Regions from separate parts of the Macaca mulatta genome. Here region 1 is linked to region 2. The links are chromatin contacts, called in public Hi-C maps. All regions are on one chromosome and are shown on one strand. Each heading gives the region's core, a stretch centred on a gene start, on an enhancer-like site or on the middle of the called end of the contact. The rest is flanking DNA. Distances are from core to core; before and after follow the strand shown.

Region 1 (6,660 bases), core at 952-3,451, 320 kb before region 2:
AGTACCTTCGGGGCCGGGTGTGGTGGCTCACACCTGTAATCCCAGCACTTTGGGAGGCCAAGGAGGGTGGATCACGAGGTCAAAAGTTTAAGACGAGCCTGGGCAAGATGGTGAAACCCTGTCTCTACTAAAAATACAAAAATTAGCCGAGCATGGCCTGGGCGACAGAACGAGGCACTATCTAAAAAAAAAAAAAAAAAAAAAGGGAAAAAGAAAAAGAAAATTAGCTGGGCGTGGTGGTGGGCATCTGTAATTCCAGCTATTTAGGAGGCTGAGGCAGGAGAATTGCTTGAACCTGGGAGGCAGAGGTTGCAGTGGGCCGAGATTGCACCATTGCACTCCAGCCTGGGCGACAAAAGCTAAACTCCAACTCAGGAAAAAAAAAGGAAAAAAAGAAAAAAAAAAAAAAAGTCTTGTCAGGCTCTGATGCTCTGAAATTCTGTATGAATCAGTGAAGGAGTCTGTTGGCTTTTTCCTGATCCCCCTCAACCCTGTACTCCCCGCAATAATTATCTGAAAGACTCCAAAACCAAGTCAGTAGCCCAGAGAAATCTGCAGTGTCTCAGGAATATTACGGTTACTAAACAGAACTAATGCTATTTGCTGAACAGGGATGGGGTGAGAGCCAGCTCATTCGGGATAGGGATTCCTGAGCCCCTGACCCCCAACTCTAACTAGTTCTGGATGTGCAAGGGGCCGGGGGCCTCTGTTCTGCCATCAAGGTCAAAACCAGGACTTCTGATTCTTGAGAACCTTGGAGGCTTCTTTGTTCAATCATTAGCCCTTAGGGCTACCTCACAGCAGGGAAGCCCATGCTAAAGGCAAAGACTCACTGAGGCACAGAGGGGAACTGAGCCGAAATCATGCCTGAAACTTCAGACTCCAGTGACTGTCCTTGGATCCTACCCTGGCCTCCTGTTTCCCCATAACAGCCCTGGTGTGTCTATCAGAGGTGAGCTGGACGGCTGGGGTACAGCGGTCATCGGGGTGATGGGACCAGGTTGGAGGCCCGAGGCCAGCCCAGGGTGGCTACATGGCAGGTGGACACAGTTTCTGGTGAGCAGGAATCTGGCACCCTCTGCTGACCCCGCGGCAGGAGACAGCTGGTCAACCAGGCTAGGCTGCAGCCACCAGGAGGGGGAGGGGTGGGGTCCAGGACCAAGAGGCAGCTTCCAGTCAAAAGAGCAGCTTCCCTCTCTGAATAGATCATTTTTATTGGTTTTGCAATAAGCTTATGAGACAGGAACAATCGCAATAAACAAACCGAACAAGAAATCGAAAAGATGGACCCCGAAAGCTGTTACTGAGCCCTTCTCACCTTCTCTTAACGAGTCTCTAATTTATAACAAACTCATCATCCCAGCACCTCCAGGGTTCCCTGGTTCCAGATTAGAAACCCCTGGCCTCTGCCTTGTGTGTGACCTGTCATCTCCAGGGTCCTGAGACCTGGCTCCAGAGGTGGCAGGAGGCTCTGGCTAGTAGGAGGAATTGGCCCAGGGATGTCCAGGGACTTCCATCATGGCTTCCTCTGGGAGGATCTGCAAAGTGTGGTCCTGCCCCACCATGCATCCCCCACCCCTGCCCAGCAGGTCTCTCCAGAATCAATGGGGCTGGCTCTGAATGGCCCACATCCCCAAAACTTCTACTCCCACCCTCTGCCCAGCCCCAGGCTGCTGATGCAGGCATGGAAATCATGTTCCTTTCAGACTACCAGGTTAGGGCTTGGCACGGGAAGCTGAGATAGCTGGGGGCTTCCAAGCCCCCAAATTCCATGCTCCTCGGATAGGACTGAGGTCACTGCTGTGGGCTGAGGTTTTTACCTCCTCAAAATGAGAAGCTCCATTAGGGCAGAGCCATGTCTCTCCCCTTCCCCTTTTCCCCTAAAGCTAAGGCTGTCTGTGAGGAGGGCCAAATGCCTCCCGTCAGACTGGGCTTCCAGGAGGCTGGGGCTGTCTCTTCCTTCACCTGGAGATCCCTGGGGAAAGGCTGTGTCGCCTCCCTAGACTGTAGCCCCCTGGGCCTGGGTCATGTTTCCTTACCTTAGACTGAGGCTGTGGGAGTGCAGGGCTACATTTCCACCACAAGCTGCAGCTCCCTTAAGCATCCATTTTTTCCAGTCCCTTTTGTCACCCAGTTACCTTGAAGCTTTTCCCAAGGTAGTCCCCTGTCTTCTACCTGTCCCCGCTGGGGGAACAAGTCAGCCCCTGTGCCTTTCCTGGCAGCTGGGCATGGGACAGGGCATCGGGGATGGGAAGCAGTGTTCTGCGGAGGACTTTGTGGGTTGGGTAGGGCTATGCTTCTCTGCAGGGGACTGAGTGTGTCCTTGTGAAGCCTGCAATCCTTGGAGATGGCCACAAGATGTCAGCTCGAGGCTGTGGAAATGGCTCCAGTCCTGGGGCTGAGCTCAAAGGAAGGAAATCAGACAGCAGCCTGCAAGTTCCTCTCTGTCCCCCACTCAAACTCACAACAATGCTCCATCTCTCTCCTTTGTCCCCACATCTTTGCTCCCAGAAGAGTGGGTTCTGAGGCACCTTGACTTCCAGCTCTGGGAAGGGTGGGAGCTGGCTGCCCCTATTGCAGGCACCCTTGCTGGGAAGAGCCCCATGTGCCTGTGTTCCCCTCTGTGTCCTTGTGGGTATGGTTTCAGGCCACCATAGCCAAGTGTGAGTGCTCAGGGCTGCCTGTGTTTGTGTGTAACTCTCGGCAGGACTTTGTGTCTGCCACAACAGGCAGAGAAATTCAGACCTGAAAGGGCCCTTTGAAATCTCCCAGTTCAACCTCTTGTTTTATAGATGAGGAAACAGAGGCCCAAAGAGAGAGAGGAAATGGCTTGTCCAAGGCCACGCAGCAAGTCCATGCTGAGCTATTCCTGGAACCCAGGTCTCCAACTTTGCGGCATGTGTGTGCACCCATGTGGGAGTCTGGTTGACCAGGACTGTGTGCTGGTATACTTTTGTGTTAGTGATTTACATCCAATGGGTCCTGGAAAGTTCCCTGACTGACCATCAGCCTGCAAGGTTCCAAACAGAATCACAAGGAAATGGGAAGAAGGAAGGCATGGAAAGGAAGGAGGGAGAGACAGAGAAGTACATATGTGTGTAGATGCGCGTCTCTTTTTGCTTCATTGGGACAGGGTGTGATGTCAATGGTGGGATGTGTCTGTATCTCGTTAGGTAAGTGTGCTTGTGTCAGATACCTTGATTCATTGTGGTGTTGAGGTTTGAGTTTGTGTACGTGCATGTGTATGCGTGTATACTAGGACCCATTTGAGGGGCTGCAGGGAGTCAAGGTGTCTTTGGGGAGGCGTTGGTGCTTTTGGCTGGATAGAGTGTGAGCAGTGGTGTGTGCCAGCGGTTGGCGTGCCTGTCAGTGACTCTGGAGCGAGCATCGGTCAGTGGCTGCATGAGTGACTAAGGGTGTCAGGGAGCATAAAGAAGAGGCTGCTCCCTCTCCCCATCTCTTTGTCCCCAATCAGACTGTCTTCCCATAGCCCCTAAGGTTTCAGTGTCCCTGCCTCAGTAGCAGTGAAGAAATCCTTTATCGGTTGAGGCACCAGCCCCCATGTCGGGATTTCAAGGTTCCTGTCGGTTCCATCCATCTTCTGGGGCCTCCTGGTATTAGCATTGATCTACAGGGGAAATGGAGAGCGCGGCTGGGTTATTACGCACCCGCCCGCCTTCCCTGGGCTGTGATTGAGTGCACACAGAGAATTTTTGAAACATGGCCACCCTAACTTATTCTGTCTTCCTGCCAATAGCGTGGCATGGGTCCAAATTACGGGTCGATACCAGCTGATCTTTTTATGTTAAACTGTGATGAAGTTGCTTCTGTGGGGAGATGGTATTAGGCCCTGGGTCCTCTTTTATTGGAGAACTTTTGGTATGGAAAAGGGAGGGATGGAGGAATGGTTAAGGGGAGTGGTCAGTCGGGCATCATGGAGGGCAGGTAGTAGTGCATGGGCCAGAAGCATGCGCATTCCCGCAGGGGAGTCAGAGCTCGCCGCACTGGCTTTGGGATTCCCGGTTCCTGCCTGATTTCTCCCCTTGTGACCCTCGCCACACTGGGGACCCTCAGGGACCCCCATCAGACATCCATTGCTCAGCCAGCCTGCCCCTGGTGAGGCCCCACCCTGCTCCCCTCTAAGGATAGAATTCCATTTCCCTCTAGCCGCTTCCACCCTTCTCCCCCACCCCCACTCTACACACCTGCACCATCAAACGGGTTTGTCTTTAACCTCCAAACAGGGAACTTTAATTAAAGAGACAGTGACCCCTTTTATGAGTTTGGTCGAGTTGGGTTTCAGGGCCCTTGTCACTAGCGGCTCACATAACCCTAACAAAAGCTTGCAGGCCCCAAGAGGAGCCCGTCTCCCTGGTAGACATTGTGGCGGGGGCACAGGGTGGGATGGGGGTGGGGGCATGGAGAAGGGGGAGGCATCCTTGGGTCAGGAACCCCAGTAGCTGCATTGGTGAGGTTGAAGGTTGGGGGAGGGGACAGGTAAGGGGTCTGGGGAGGGGTCACTGACACTGTGAAGTACCTTTGGAGTGCAACCCCCACCCATAGGACAACCGTCTGGACCCCAGCTGTGTAGCAGCTTCTCTCTGCCTGAAATGGTTAAGTTTCCAGCAGGGGCTCTTGTGAATGTCCAGGGCTTGCCTCCCATTTGCCTATGGACTTGTATTATGAAACTTGAAATCATCTCCAAGAGGAATAGACTGGATAGAACTCCAAGAAAAGCTGAATTTTTTTACCCACATATTTAAAGGAAAAGTGGTTTTATGATAAAACATAATTACTAATAACTATAATAATACCACTCAACATCTGGCATGAAACACAAATTCTGTCCTGAACCTGAAGGTGCAAACACCGCACAGCATACACACTGCCTAGAAGGGAGCTGGCCCTCCGCGTGGAAGAGCTAAATTCGGGCCTCACTGGGCCCCCTGCTCTCCACCTTCCCCACCCCCAGCTCCCTTAAGGACCCCAAGTGTAGACATCTAGTGGGTTCGTGTTGTGAGTTTGAAGGGCCCTTATCTTACATCCAATCACCTCTTAACTGTTGATTTTTAACCAAGGGCTTTTCTAGGTCCTGTAAGGGATGTTTGCTTGCCCTTTGATCTGGTACTTTGATATCCTTTGTGAATTCTTCAGGCTGGAGAGGGCTGCCCAATCTGCCACACTTTTTCATTCAACAAACATCAGGGGCTGTTAAAAAGAACTAGTGTGTAATTGATTATTTCCAGAGGAATGGGTTTTCACGAAGTGGGGTACACTCCCATTAACCAGAGGCTGATACATTGTCAGTTATCTGCAAAAGGAATTAGCCACCTAAATGGTAATCCAGGGTTGCTCTGACCAGAAACTGAGGCTCAAACTAGCAAATTTGTGGAGATGAGACTCAAGGCCAAAACTGAATGAAGAAGATTCTCAGCACCCCCTCCACTTCTGCCATCACCATGGGATCCTTGCTCCTCCTGGTGACAAGTGTGGTGACCAAGTAGGGACACTTAGGTGGAATGTGGGGATGTCTGTGAGGAGTCAAATGACCCATGAGGGCATACAGACCAGAATTTGCAATGTCATCACACCCTGGGCCTCCACGTTCCCACGTGTAGACCTTCCCTTGTGCACATGCGTTCCCATGTGTGGACCTTCCCCTGTGCACCTGCGGCATCACCTACCCACATGAGTGGTCTGTCTATGTGTGTGACCTCACCCACAGAGAGAGGTCACAGCCCCTTCCCTCCTCTCTAGGGGAGGGATCTGGAGGCCAGAGGGGCTGGGGAGTAATTGGTTTTGGCGTTTCCTACCTCCGCTGCCCGGGAAGCTTTCTCTGTTTCATCTTCAGCCTGATCAATCCCCAGTCATGTGCCTTTCCACATGGACGCCCCCGACCCCCCAACTCACCATGCCCTCGGAAACTTCGTTAGTGCCATTAATCTGCTGACCCAAGCAAATCACCAACTCTTCCTGCAACTCAGCCTCTCCATCCCTCCCCCAGAGACCACCCCCCAGGATCTCCAGAGCTGGCTCAATCTCCCCTGTCTCCTCATGTTCCCAGTCACCCCTTTCTGTTTGATACCCACCCCCAACCCCATCACTCCCAATCTGGGATTCTCCTTCCTCCTCATTCATGTGTGCACACTCAGCGCTTTCTGAGTCTTTTCCTGCGTGTGTGTCCCAGCAGGAGCTTAGTCCATGTCGGCCACTGGCGCTCCTGAAGCTGAAAGGGTCCCACGCACCTGCTCCTTAGTAGTAGAGGGTGTAGGGTCAGGCTCTGGCCATAGGAACCATACAAGGAGGAAACTAACAGGTACTGAGCCCTTACTGTGTGCCAGGCACTGTGCCAGACCCTTTTACCCAGTTAGATTATTTAATCCTCACAACCCAAGAGGCAGTCATTATTTTCCCCATTTTATAGATGAGGGAAATTGAAGTTTGAGAGATTAATTATTTGCTCATGAGTAGTAGAGCGAAGATTGGGACCCAGATTTGCCTGACTCATAAACCATTTTTTCTGCTGTATAGAAAGGAAGAGCACGCCCATCTTTGAGCCAGACCCTGAGACCTAGAAACTTCCTATGTGAAGGAGACCCTGACATGAGATTTATTTCTCCTTTTTCCTCTGTTATAGCTAGGCCTTGAGGTGTGTGTGTG
Region 2 (6,900 bases), core at 3,024-5,523:
AACCACTGGTTGGATGCTACTCTCTCGCCTTTCCCCATAGGACCCTCTCTAAAGGACTAATATGCCTCAGGACTTTCTTTCACCTGCCTCTAAGTCCTTAGCTTCTGGCTGGAGCCTGTAAGGAGTGATGATGATGAGGAGGAGGAGGATGAGGATGATGATGATGCTAGCAATGGCAGCACCCTCTTAAGCAGCACTTTCTTTGTACGAGATACTGTTTCAAATCCTCTACATATATTCATTCATTATCATTACAAACCTATGAGATAGTGTTACTATTATCCCTGTTTTTCAGATGAGAAAATTGAGGGAGAAATTAAGTAACTTGCCCAAGGTCACCCACCTAGTAAGTAGCTGATGAAAAGGCATAGCAGAAAGCTAGATTTTGAAGCCACTTCTCAGAAGGGACTGTGATCAAAGCAACAGAAAAAAAGCCGTTCGAAAATCAACTGTCACCAACTGGCTGTGTGACCTTGGCCAAGTTACTTCCCCTCCCTGAACCTCAATCTCCTCATTTGTATAACGGTAAAACAGCACCTAGTTCACGGTGGTTTAGAGAGGATTTGTGAATATAGCACGCTCCTTGGCATGAAGCAAGCACTCCCTTTCTGTACCTCCTCCTGTCCTTCCCTCCACTCAGAGCCTACCTCAGATACTTAAAAATCATGACAATGACAATGCCTTGCATTTGAACTCAGGCCCTTGAGTCCAGGGTTCAGGCTCTTGACCCCACACACCACATGGCTGTCCACACTCGTCCATCGGGCCCTCCTGGGCCGGGCTCTGGCAGCTGTCCCTCCCTTCCCCAGGCAGGCCCTTCACTGTCCTCATCGTGTCCTGGCCCCTAGGCCCCTCAGCCTGGTACTGAGCCTGTCATTTGTAATCGGGTCAGACCATGGCTTGCTTGCTCCACTCTCGTCTTGCTCACACTCTCAAGTGTGAAGACGAAGGAGTGGCGAGTGGGCTGGGCTGGCCCTAGCAGGTGTATGATCTGGGAGGGAATTCTGGGAAAGGTGGGCTGGTCGGGGACTCAAGGTGATCACAGTGAATTTCAGGTGATGCTGCATCTGCATCCAGATGCAGCATCAGCCTCGCCCAGGGCAAATCCCAGCCCAGCTGTGCTGCACCTCAGCCCTACCAGGCAGCACATCACACACCTAGATTGCTCCTTTGACTCCCAAATTCTTAACAGCACTTCCAACCCTCCCTCTGTGTCCGTTCAGCCCAGCCTCACCCTGGCCACCCTTACCTGAAGAAGCCAACCTCAACCTTTATTCTTACTTTTAGGAGATCAAAACCTGGGTCCAGGTTGAACCCCATGACTTCCCCTCCTTCTCCCCATTTCTCTGAGGCTATATTTCTCTTCCCTTCCCCCAGCTGTCCCCCCTTCCCCTTCTGGAATTCAGCTCCTTCAAGTGTCTGCTCTCTCTGGTAGCTTCCATCTTCCCTTCTCCCGTGGCCCCCTTCTCCTATGTCCTTTGTCTACAGATTTGCTCCTCTCCCCCGGCTAACAAAGCGTTGCTGCAGTTTTCTTTTCAAAATACCAACTTGTCTCCAGTCCTCTGTGTACTTCTCAAAGGATAACCTATAGCTGTTTACACTTGCTCTGCCCCCATTTCCTCTCTACCAACTCACCCTCTAACCCCTACCATTCTGCTGACCTCTTCATCTCCAACTCTGATGACCTTCACTAGGGCCTCACTCCTGTCTCCTGCACTCAAACTCCTCTTCAGAGCTGACCCTGGTTCCCACCCCTCCTGTGTCCTTCTTCCTCCCTCCCTCTCACTGAACTCCGCCCTCAGTTCCACTCCTACTTACCTGGGAAATGCCTCTCGGGCACGTTCACACCTACTCCCTAAACCCTCTTTTCTCTCCTTTTCTCCTTGGGTGTTCTCATCTGCCCAATCCTCACTAACTCTACGAAGCTGAGCCCAACCCTGTTTCTTTCCTCTGGGTTCCAGCCTCATACCACCTGTTGTAGCCAGATACTTCCTGTTGCAGCCAGACCCCTCTGCCCTACGCGTTCACTGTGCTCCAACAATGGTCAGAGCTGTCCTCTTCATGTCTTCACTGCCCTCCAAACCTCAGGAAATTCAGGCTTCTGTAGCTTTGCTCCCCTGTAGACCAACATGTCAGTGTTTCAACCACATATATGTATTTTGGAGACAGTCTTGCTCTGTCGCCCAGGCTGGAGTGCAGTGGCGCAATCTCGGCTCACTGCAACCTCCACCTCCCAGGTTCAAGCAATTCTCGTGCCTCAGCCTCCCAAGTAGCTGGGATTACAGGTATGCATCACCACACCTGGCTAATTTTTGTATTTTTAGTACAGACAGGGTTTCATCATGTTGGCCAGGCTGGTTTCAAACTCCAGGCCACAAGTGATCTGCCTGCCTTGGCTTCCCAAAGTGCTGGGATTACAGGTGTGAGAAACCACACCCGGCCCCAATATATTTTTTCTTCATTTTCATAAATTCATAATTGGGGGGGGGGGAAGATAAATTTTCCCCATTTAAAGATGCAGCTCTAGCTTCCCTCCTTCAAGGGGCGTTCTTTTGTAGGCTCCTAACCACCTCTCAGCTCCCAGGTGTTCACCATCAAAGCTCACCACCCACCGCTTGACTCTGCTGTCTCTCTCCCTTCTCTAGGCAATGCATGAGTCTCTGTCTCCATACCAGGTGCTGGGATCCTCAGAGGCTTACGAAGCTAGGCCTTCACTTAAGGTGTCTACTCCCCAAAACCAAGCTGGGGAAGACGGCATCAGACAGCATGTAAGTTCTCTCCCAGCTCCAATATTCAAGGATTTGGAATTCGAGGGTTCCTTCTAGAATGTTCCCCTGGGAAGGCCTTCAGAGTGTCTTCAGTTAGCAGACATCCACATGTTCGTGAGCTGCTGACAAGCGTGCCCCCCTTTTGGGGAGTTGAGGCCCAAGAGAAACCAGGAGGATCATAAGATACTCTGTGTGGATGTAGGGGTGAGGGAAGTGTCCTGGAGACGAACTCCCTTGAAAATCTCCAATATGCTAACCTACACACACACACACACACACACACACACACACACACACGTCACCTAAACACCCCCCCCCCCCACACACACACACACACACGTCACCTAAACCCCCTGGAGGCAGAAACGTTCCCCTAGAAGCCCTTAAGGGGCATACTCTTCCCCTCTTTCTCCAAAAAAGGGAATAGTCAGTATCCTGGGGCTCGGTGCCTCACCACAAACCACAAAGCATGGCTGCCCCCATGGGGCTTCACTGAGTATGGCAGCCTCAATTACCCGTCCTCCTGCCCCCATCAGGACAGAACCAACCTCCATCTCCAGCTCTGCAAGAAAAGGCTAATGGACTCCGCCGTCCCTCCAGTTCTTTCCCCTCTCCCAGTCCTCTCAGTAGGCTGAGTCCACTCCCTGCAGCAATCCATCACCCTCAATATGGCCATCCACCCACACGCGCACCTCCCCGCTCCTGAGCAGCACCCACACACCTGGACGGTCCTCGGTTCATCCCGCCCCAGGTCTCCAACGCCCATCTGGAGCTTCCAGGGTGCGCCCCAATTCCAGCCCCGGCCGCCTCCTCCAGCCACCCAGGCCAGAGCTGCCATAAGAGCAAGCCCATGTCCTCAGCAGCCCCGCTCCGGGCGCTGAGGACGAGACATCATATCTAAACCGAGGGCCATGGACCTCAGACTCACCTGGGAAACTGGTTACAAATACAAATTCCTGGGCCCCATCCAGAACTGCCGAATTATTCTGGCGGTGGAACCCGAAACCCGCCCTGCCTGCAGCCCCTCCGGCGAGCCCACCGCGGTCCAGACCCAGGGCCCCGTCCGACCCCCAACCACTCGCCCCAGGACCCCCGAGCGTGGCCGCCACTCCGCTTTGAACAGCGAAGGAACTCGAGACAAAGCCGAGCTGAGCTGCGGACAGCCCACGGCCAGTAGGTGGAGGGTCGGGGACCCCAGGCTCTTCCGCGGCCCCACAGACCCTTACGTCAGAAGAGCAGCGCCCCCCGCCCCCCTCCCCGCGCCAGGGCAGACAGGAGGCCACGTGCGAAGTCACTCAGGCCGGAACACGTGGTCCCAGCAGAAGCCACATCTGGATTCTACGCGTCCTGGGCCACGGGCGAGGTTCTTCCACACCACAGGCGTCTTCTTGCCACCCAGGAGACCTGGGCCGGCAGCGCCCCTGCAGAGCGGGGCCCACGGGCTCCCCGCAGTGGGGAGTGCGAGAAACGCAACTGCGGCCTCGCCGCGCACTCCGCTCCCGCCATTGGCTCAGGAGCCCTGCGTGGAGCAAGGGCGCCACGCTGCGGCCGCAACAGGGACGGCACATCCCAGGGGAGGGCGCGGGAACTAGTGCAAGAGGTCCAAATTTCCAGGTTCCCTCCCACCTCAATGACTCGTTTTATAGCCGCCGCCTCAGGCTGACCTATACCCTAGACCCCTTCTAACTAATCGCTAATTATTCCCTGACCTCAGTAAGGCCAGGGATGAGAGTCACAGGCCAATGCCTCTGGGCAGCCATAGGAAGTGAGGAAATGCAAGACCCCAAATTTTCCCCTAAATCCTAGAAATATACTCCAGATAAAAGTCTTGGCCTGGGTTCAGATTATAGACTCCTGTCCTTCATTCCAGAAATTTCAGCACCACAGAATTACTGGCAAGTTTCTGACAGTACTCAGGCCCACTGCCATGGTGGCTTCCTGTCAAAAATATTCTCATCTGTCACTGACCTTAGCAGGGGAAAAGACCTCAGAATTGGACCCAGTGCTCCAGAGGTGCCCTGACCATCTCAGAAAGCAGTGCAGTAACACCTCCCTTGATCTGGCTACTCCGTTTGGTTAATGCAATTCATGACTGTGTTAGGATTTTAGCAGTCACATCACACAGCTGACTCATATTGAGCTTGCAGTCAACTAAACCCCCCAGGTCTTTTCTTCATGAACTGCTGTCAAGCTGGGCCAGCCCCCACACCCGGTACTTATGTCATTGATTTTGTTTTAACCTAAGTGCAGGACTCTACATTTATCCCTGTTAAGTTTAATCTTGTTGGTTCCAGCCCAGTGTTCCAGCCTGTTGAAATCGTTTTGAATCCTGATTCTTTCATGCAAAGTATTAACTGCCCCTCCTAGCTCTATCACCTGCAAACTTGATGAGCCTGCTGCTTCGGTCAGTTGTCAATAAAAATGTCAGACAGGACACAGGCCCAGACTGAGTCCTAAGGCATACTGCTGGAGACTTCCCTCTAGTCTAGGCTGACATGGATCACTGGGTCTGGCTCTTCACCAAGCTTCCTAGCCATTTGGTTCAGATGCTTCTGCCACTACAGATAACATGAGAGGCTTTGCTGGAAATTTCCCTTGCCCAGGTTGTGGCCCCCATATCAAGCTTAGGCCTTCTTTCTACCCTCCACACCCCACCACCACTTGTTTACTCGTAACTTTAGGGGATCAGATTTCCAATGGTGCCCCCTCCTGTATGACTTAGTATTTCTGAGCTTCAGCATCACCTTGGCTGTGCCTTTGCTATTTCATATCCCATGATCCTATGCCTCCTCTGAGACTTCATTCTCTTAAATTCTCTCTCCTGCCACCCGCTGCCTATAAATGTGCAGTGGCCTCCATTGCCTAAAAAGCGCTCTACTAGCTGCCTCCTTAAACTGTGGTTGGCTTCTGCCTCTGTCCTTTTCTTGAAAATCCAAATAATTCCAAACTCACCTTCTGTGTCTCCTAAACCTTTAGCAATCTGGGCTGCCAATCTCTCAGCTAAGCAACCACACTGCCCAAGCAGTGGGCAGTGATGGTGGAGATGGAAGCAGAAGATTCACAACCACATCGCAAAGATCAGATATGGGGGCTGCATAAAGCAGAGAGCCCAGGACCCCTCACAGATCAAAGTCAGGCTGCGGTCAAACTAAGCAGGTGACCGGAATGTTCACAAGGACTGAGACATGAGGTCAGAGCCTAGGCAAAGTGCCTGGTCACAGACAAGAGCAGTGAACACTGAGAAACCTGAGCCTGGGAACTTCTTACACATTTGCTATAGGGGTTGGAATCAGTCCTGGAGCCAGATCAGGTGGGAAGACAGCCTGGCTGGAGGGGGAAACGATATGCAGAGAGAGGCAGGGCTTTTCCTGAGCCCTTATTCTAGGCTACCCAGCATCAGTTGTTAGCAACTCCAGAGTGCCTCAAGTTCAGGGTCATACACTCAAATGTCTATGTGGGCCAGACAGGTCATGTGAGTGAGATGTAGGGTACAACAGTGAAGAGTGGAGATTGACAAACTGAAAGGAACACAGCAAAGGGGGCAGTTGCTCTTCAGCTCCAGCCAATTGTTGTCCTATGGGAAAGGCAATTTCATTACTGCCAGATCTGATTTTCCAGGGAAGCGAGAAATCTTTTTAGGTGCATGTTTCTGATCTTTGATGCTGTCAATTTTTTAAAACTTTCGAAAACTTGTATTGGCAAACAAAACCATGTCTGTGGCCCTAACTGGACTAGTGGTGGCCATCTTTTAACGGCTGCTAGTTACCTGGTACTTGTAGAGGCTAAGTGACTTGGGTATGTGGTAATATTACATTTAGAACCCACTCTCTAAGTTTCTTAATATCAATGAGAGTGACTTTTGGGTTATATAGAAACAATTTATATTCATAAATTACTTTGGTTAAAAAAAATATTCAAGGCCAGGCACAGTGGCTCATGCCTGTAATCCCAGAATTTTGGGAGGCCGAGGCAGGACTGCTTAAGACCAGGTGTTCAAGATCAGCCTGGGCAATAAAGTGAGGCCCGTTTCTACAAAAAATAAACAATTAGCCAGGTATGGTGGCATGTGCCTGTGATCTTTGGGAGGCTGAGGCAGGAGGATCACTTGAGTCCAGGAGGTTGAGGCTGCAGT

The links. Hi-C and Micro-C count contacts between places; a contact is called where the count stands out from the background.
Region 1: a Hi-C map of fetal cortex germinal zone shows a contact between it and region 2, with 7 times the contacts expected there. The contact joins two enhancer-like sites. A contact is called at or near these places in 6 of 14 Hi-C or Micro-C datasets (cortical neurons, fetal cortex germinal zone, fetal cortical plate and 3 more).

The regions. Positions count from the first base shown.
Region 1 is chr9:112,934,837-112,941,496 of T2T-MMU8v2.0, reverse strand. No RefSeq gene overlaps it. Among named protein-coding and RNA genes, the nearest start is that of SLF2, 38 kb to the left of the region's middle. Within about 2 kb of position 2,201, at least 4 of the 40 cell types and tissues checked have an H3K27ac peak or open chromatin away from gene starts, as enhancers often do.
Region 2 is chr9:112,616,699-112,623,598 of T2T-MMU8v2.0, reverse strand. The region is part of intron 7 of HIF1AN (hypoxia inducible factor 1 subunit alpha inhibitor); the gene reads right to left. Among named protein-coding and RNA genes, the nearest start is that of HIF1AN, 27 kb to the right of the region's middle. Within about 2 kb of position 4,273, at least 12 of the 40 cell types and tissues checked have an H3K27ac peak or open chromatin away from gene starts, as enhancers often do.